Regions from separate parts of the Delphinus delphis genome. Here region 1 is linked to region 2. Evidence: chromatin contacts called from public Hi-C data. All regions are on one chromosome and are shown on one strand. The core of a region is the stretch at or near the end of the contact, and the rest is flanking DNA. Distances in the headings are between cores, read along the strand shown.

Region 1 (3,125 bases), core at 157-2,656, 170 kb after region 2:
CTACGTTCATATCCGAACTCTGGTACATTTCGCACTAATAAGGGGAAACACTGAATAGGATGAAAACTGGAAGAAAGAAAAAAACTGAAAAAGGGTGAGACTCCAGAACAACTACAATGAGGCACAGTAGAGTACGTCAAAAACACAAGGTTTTATTCTAAAGAACGGTTTTGTTTCTACCGTTTTTCTAAAGTATTTAATTTGCACGTCTTAAAATAGAGACCCTGAGGAGAGCAGCTCGAAGCGGTGAAAGGAAGGGGGGGCGGGTTAGGTAAGAACAGAGACTTGCGAGAAAATATGTGCGGTGCATTAGAATGTGCAATGGAGGGGGGGATGCTAGCTTCACCGTCAGGAAGCAGTCGAGGGCTTTATGAGTAGAGAGGCAGAATATGCTGCGGCTTAAGGAACGCGTACTCACAGCCAGAATGCACACCTGGTAAAGGGATAACCTAGGATAAGAAAGACCAACCCACCAACTGTGCAAATGCAGAGATGACCATTTTAACCAGCTCTATTGTCTGGAGTAATAGGTGGAAATGCCTCAGGCACGAGATCAAACTAGCCTGACACTAAGTCAGAGATACTGTCCGGCAAAAAGAGAAAGAGAAGATGGACAGTGGCGGCCCGGGCATTCCCGGCCAGTGGCCCCTTCCTCGCGCGGGGGAGGGGCGCCGGGATCCCGGGAGCCGCGCGAAGCCCAGTCCCGGGAGTCCGAGCACAGGCGGTCCCCTCCTCGGGGCTGGCAACGTCTCTCACCGCGCAGCCCAGGAGCACGGAGACTTCCCCTCCCACCCCACCCCCAGCTGAAAGCAGGGAAGACGCGGAACTTGGGCTCCAGAGCGGAGGCCACAGACCAGGTCACGGCTCGGGTGGGAGGCTCTGGGTGAAATTCCGTGTGGCCACGGTGGTGGCCTAGGAAAGGCAAAGCCCCTGCTGGTCGGGCTTCCAATCGGACGACACTGGGGTCCGGGTGACGCGGCCCCGGTCGCTGCGGCGCTCACCGACCCCTGGACCTCCTGGGTCCTCATACTCCCAGGCCCTCTCGCTTCAGCTAGTGACCCGGCCTCTCGGATCTCCCCAGGCCCCCGCTGCGGCCGCCCCTCTCGGTCAAGCTCCTCTCCAGAACCCTCGCCTCGGACGCTCCCGCCGAGCCCCGGGCCGCACCTCCGTCCTGGTGATCCGGTGTCGCCCCAGCTTCACCACGGCGAAGTTGCCTTTCCCCAGCGTGCCCTCGATTTCGTAGAACCCCACCCGGACCGGCCCGCGCTGCAAGTGCCTCGGGCCATCCGCCATGACCATGCTGGGCCCCGCTGCTAGACACTGCGGACTGGAGCGCGGGCTGGAGGGCGGCGGGCAGGCTGGCTGGCTGCTCAGCTCCGCTCGGGCGACGGCCGCTCCGCTCACTCCTTCGCTCAGTCCCTCCCGCTCCGCAGGGCCCAGCCAGGCGCGCGCCGCCGCTGACGTGCGCCGACGTCAGGGGGCCGGGGAAGAGGGGCGGGGGCGGGACTGGGCCTCGATTGGTCACCATGGCGACCGGAGCACCGCGGACGTCCGCGGGCGGGCGGGTGTGAGGGAGGGCAGATGGGCGGGGCCTGGACGGCGCGTTTCTTCCGGGCTCCGGCGCCCTCCATGCTCCCCGTTGCCTCGCCGCTGCCAGGGGCGGGATAGCAGCCCGGCCCGCCCAGATCCTCGGCCACCCAGCCGAAGGGCAAGAGCGAGCCCTGGTGGGCGGAGCGGAGGGCTGCAGAAACCTGGGTCTGGCTCGGGTCTCCTTACCCCACCCCGGCGTTCCCCGCCCACCCGGGGACCTTCCCGCCAAAACCTCTCACCTATGACTACTGTGCGTCCTAAATTTGGAAAGGGCAAAGAACTGTGGCTGAGCAATGCATTGCTCACAGGCTCCTTTCTTTGTATCCTTTTTCATCTGTTTCTATATAAATCCCTCCAAATTTGATGTCTCTTAAGAATCATTCTGACAGCATCGCGGGCGCTTGTAGACTCACAGAATGTCAGCGTTGATGAGACCTTGGAGATCACCTAATCCAGGGATTTGAAGCCTCAAATGGGCTTTGGAGACCGAACCCCCTAAAATGTGTGCAATTTTTTGCCTCTTTGAGCTTGCCTCTGGGGAGATGGGACTATAGTTTTATCAGATTCTCAAACATGTTGGTGACCGGGAAAAGGTTAAGAAATACTTATTTAATCCAATTTCTTTTCAGATGAGGAGTCAACCCCAGGGAATGCAGGGAATTGCCAAAGTCACACAGGTAATGCTAGAATCAGGATTGCATATCGCCACACCAATCTTCCATATGGTGACCCAAGGAAACAGATAGTGTTATTTTAATATTTTGAAACATATTATGTGTCCTTAGACCTTGGTTTCTAAATGCCAGTCTCCAATAAAAAGAACCAGACTCTGGAGAAATGGCTGATTCCCAGACAGAGGGAGGGAAAGTATAAAATGCCCTTGAAAATCTTGTCCCATAAAGCAAGATTTTCAAAGAATGATGAGGATGTGTCAAAAGGAAACAGGAGGGCTTCCTTGGTGGCGCAGTGGTTGAGAGTCTGCCTGCCGATGCAGGGGACACGGGTTCGTGCCCTGGTCCGGGTAGATCCCACATGCCGCGGAGCGGCTAGGCCCGTGGGCCATGGCCGCTGAGTCTGCGCGTCCGGAGCCTGTGCTCCGCAACGGGAGAGGCCACAACAGTAAGAGGCCCGCGTACCGCAAAAAAAAAAAAAAAAAAAAAAGGAAACAGGAGCCAGTTTGAAGGTAACTCTACTTATCCATCTGGGACAATTTGAGCATCACGAATGAATAATGATGGAAATGGATTATAACAATGAATTTAAAAAAAAAGAATCCATGGGAGCTTACTTGTTCTTACAATGTTAAATAAGTATTGGGGGGGGGAAGAAATGACAATTCTTGATAGTGGAATGTCAACTAATATACATACAAGAAATGATGAAATTAGGAAATCACCATTTTTCAACCATATAGTAGTAATTGACTCAGATAGAATTATCAATAGATGTTAAAAATCATTGGGTGAAATTTTGCTGGGGAAAAGGATGTTTACACAATCTCAAAGTATCCTCAGATTTCTTATTCATTACAAAGG
Region 2 (3,167 bases), core at 601-3,100:
AACAATAAAAGCAGCAATGAACACACATGCAATGTAGGTATTGAGATCACGTGGCAATACCAGGTTATAAAGTAGTCATCCAAATAATCCAGAATATGCTTATGCAAATCTAAAAAATAATTATCAAAATGAAAACAAAACTAGGGATTTCCCTGGTGGTCCAGTGGTTAAGAATCTACCTTCCAATGCAGGGGACGTGGGTTTGATCCCTGGTCAAGGAACTGAGATCCCACATGCCGCGGAACCACTAAGCCCGCGTGCTGCAACTACTGAGCCCATGCACAACAACTAGAGAGAAGCCCAGGCGCCTCAAAGAAAGTTCCCGCATGCTGCAAGGAAGATCCCGTGTGCCACAACTAAGACCAGATGCAGCCAAATAAATAAATAAATATTAAAAAAAAAAGACAAAACCCTAGAGAACACATGCACAAACCTAAATTGAGAATTACTGTTCAGATCCATTGATTCTCAAACTTTCACTATGATCAAAAGCCTTATCTACTGTGTTTACTTCCAAGAACCCCATATGTTTTTTTGTTTTTTGTTTTTTTTTTTGCGGTACGCGGGCCTCTCACTGTTGTGGCCTCTCCCATTGCGGAGCACAGGCTCCGGACGCGCAGGCTTAGCGGCCATGGCTCATGGGCCTAGCCGCTCCGCGGCATGTGGGATCTTCCCGGACCGGGCCACGAACCCGTGTCCCCTGCATCGGCAGGCGGACTCTCAACCACTGCGCCACCAGGGAAGCCCGAACCCCATGTTTTTTTTTAAAAGTCTCCTAAATTAGATTTATTAATAAGTTTACTTTTCTTATTAATCAAACACATAGAATTACCATTTCAGAGCTTGTGATCACCATAGGTAGCTATCAATCCAAGCTGCTTATAGTTCAAAACAAACAAACAAAAAGGGACATTCTAGTTATTCCATGCTGCCCTAACAAGGGTAAATGGAAACTTCCCACTAAATTTTGTCAGAAAGCACTCCCATACCCTCACCTCCTGCCACTGCTGCCTTTGAGGACTCCTGGAGTTCTAGAGAGGTCAGTTTAGCCTTTCTTGTACAAGCAAAGTAGCCATGCCACCCAATTTGGAAGGATTAAAGCTTGCCCTAGTTTTGCTTGATTGTTGTACTTCTAGCATGCTAAAGACCTAAAAAATGGGAGGAAGAAAATACAACAGAAGGCACCATTCCAGTACCAAACTGAAAAGAAACAAAAACAAGAGAGCAACATGTTTTTAACAGCTTGCATGGAGAAAGCGGAAAAAATATTGACTGGGGAGTTTGGATAGCGCTGTTCATTTTCTCTCACCGCCCGCGTTATTTGTCTTACGGGGCAGGAGCCAGATACAATTCTGGCGCACAGGCCGGAGGAAGAGGTGGAGGGGTTTTGTGGAAGCTTGAGGATAGCGGGGAAATTAGGACTGGAGACCCAAATGGCTCAGGGCCAGGAGGAAGTCAGGAGAGGCGCTAAATCTTTTTTCCTCCTGTCCTTGGGCATCCTCGTTGGTCCGCCTGAGTCCTAAGAGGGCACAGCCTGGTTCACTCAGGTAAGTCCCCGACGCCTTCAGATCATCATGAGCAGGACGAATCCCCGCCCCTATTTCTTTTGCCTGGGGAAAGGACACGCGGTCTCCTTTCGCTTTCTCAGCCCACCTGTCCTTTGGAGTTCAGACGTGCACCGCCGGCAACGGGGTCCGGGATGGGGCCTCCACCGGCCGGCCAGGCACTTGGTTCCCCGACCTCAGCACTAGCCGAGCCTGGGTCTTAGCCCCGCCTCTCCGGGCGCGGGGCGGGGCCTGGGCGCGGGGCGGGGCCTGGGCGCGAAGCGGGCGGTGGCGACCAAGCGGAGGAGAAAGAACATGGCGGGCGTGGCGGGGTCCCGCATGGGCCAGGGGGCAGCGGGCGGAGATGGAGACGATTCGCTCTACCCAATCGCGGTATTAATCGACGAGCTGCGCAATGAGGACGTGCAGGTACTGGAGTCGGGCCGGGGAGCGGAGGCGGGCTCGGCCGGGCGCGTGGTAGGGAAGGGGGAAGGCCCGCCCCGGGGCAGGGGAGGCCCGGGGATTAAAAGCTGGGACTCGGAGCAGAAACTTGACAGGGAGGAGGGGAGAGATCCGTGAGGGATTCTGGTGGCTCGACCCGACGGGCCGGGAACCTCTCCAGCACCCCTTGTCCCGGCCGGCTGAGGCTTTGGCCCGGCGTCGCACCGGGTCCGGGGCGGTTGTGGGAGAACCGGCTTCCCTCCTGGGCCCTCCTTCCGGGCCGGGCGGTGGGAACGCCGCGTCCAGCCTTGGGCGGGTCATCCCTGTAGCTGAGCGAGTGGGAGGAGGGCGGAGCGGAACCGCGAGGGCCTGGAGCGGGCTGCAAGGATGCCAAGGCGCCCAGTGAAGTGCAGGTGAATGACTGCCTTCCGCTGGGCTTGTGGGGTAGAAATTAGGTTGGATGGCTAGCTAACCTAGAGGAGGCGGTGTATCACCTCTGATGGAACTTTTTTGAAAAGGCAGGGGTTGTACTCAACCGTTTCACCTGCTTCACCACTGCCAAAGTTCTCTCTTTTTAAAATTGTCTCACTTTTCTGAATATTGTATTTTCTTTCATTTGTTTAATGGGCCCGTCAACGTGTTTCTCCTAAGAAATCTTCCTTTAGCTAATGAAGGCGTGTTCCACTGTTCTTGAGGTTCCTCATAGAATGAAATCTAAATTAAAGGTTTTCTTCATTCTTACCTGTATGTTATTATCTCACCTGTTTGCAACTGCTGTCTTTTTTTTATTAATTTTTTTTAAATGATTCACATTTTAAAAAAAATTATTTTATTTATTTTTGGCTGCGTTGGGTCTTCATTGCTGCCCACGGGCTTAATCGCGGGCTTCTCATGTTGCGGAGCACGGGCTCTAGGCACGGGGACTTCAGTAGTTGTGGCTCAAGGGCTCTAGAGTGCAGGCTCAGTAGTTGTGGCGCACGGGCTTAGTTGTTCCGCGGCATGTGGGATCTTCCCTGACCAGGGCTCGAACCCGTGTCCCCTACATTGGCGGGCAGATTCTTAACCACTGCGCCACCAGGGAAGCATGCAACTACTGTCTTTTGGTCTAAATCACAACTGTTTCTTGACTTCGTTCTTTCTACTTTTTTAAAGCTCCGTCTCAATAGTATTAAGAAATTATCA

The links. A called contact is a pair of places that touch in the nucleus more often than the background predicts.
Region 1: a Hi-C map of lung shows a contact between it and region 2, with 2.8 times the contacts expected there. The contact joins the promoter of SIK2 here to the promoter of PPP2R1B in region 2. A contact is called at or near these places in 3 of 3 Hi-C or Micro-C datasets (lung and muscle).

Annotation. Positions count from the first base shown.
Region 1 is chr8:22,421,375-22,424,499 of mDelDel1.2, forward strand. SIK2 (salt inducible kinase 2) reads right to left here and starts at 1,407. Exons shown (of 15, transcript XM_060017977.1): 1 at 1,165-1,407. The coding sequence starts at 1,299.
Region 2 is chr8:22,255,851-22,259,017 of mDelDel1.2, forward strand. PPP2R1B (protein phosphatase 2 scaffold subunit Abeta) reads left to right here and starts at 1,851. Exons shown (of 16, transcript XM_060017981.1): 1 at 1,851-1,973; 2 at 3,138-3,167. The coding sequence starts at 1,860.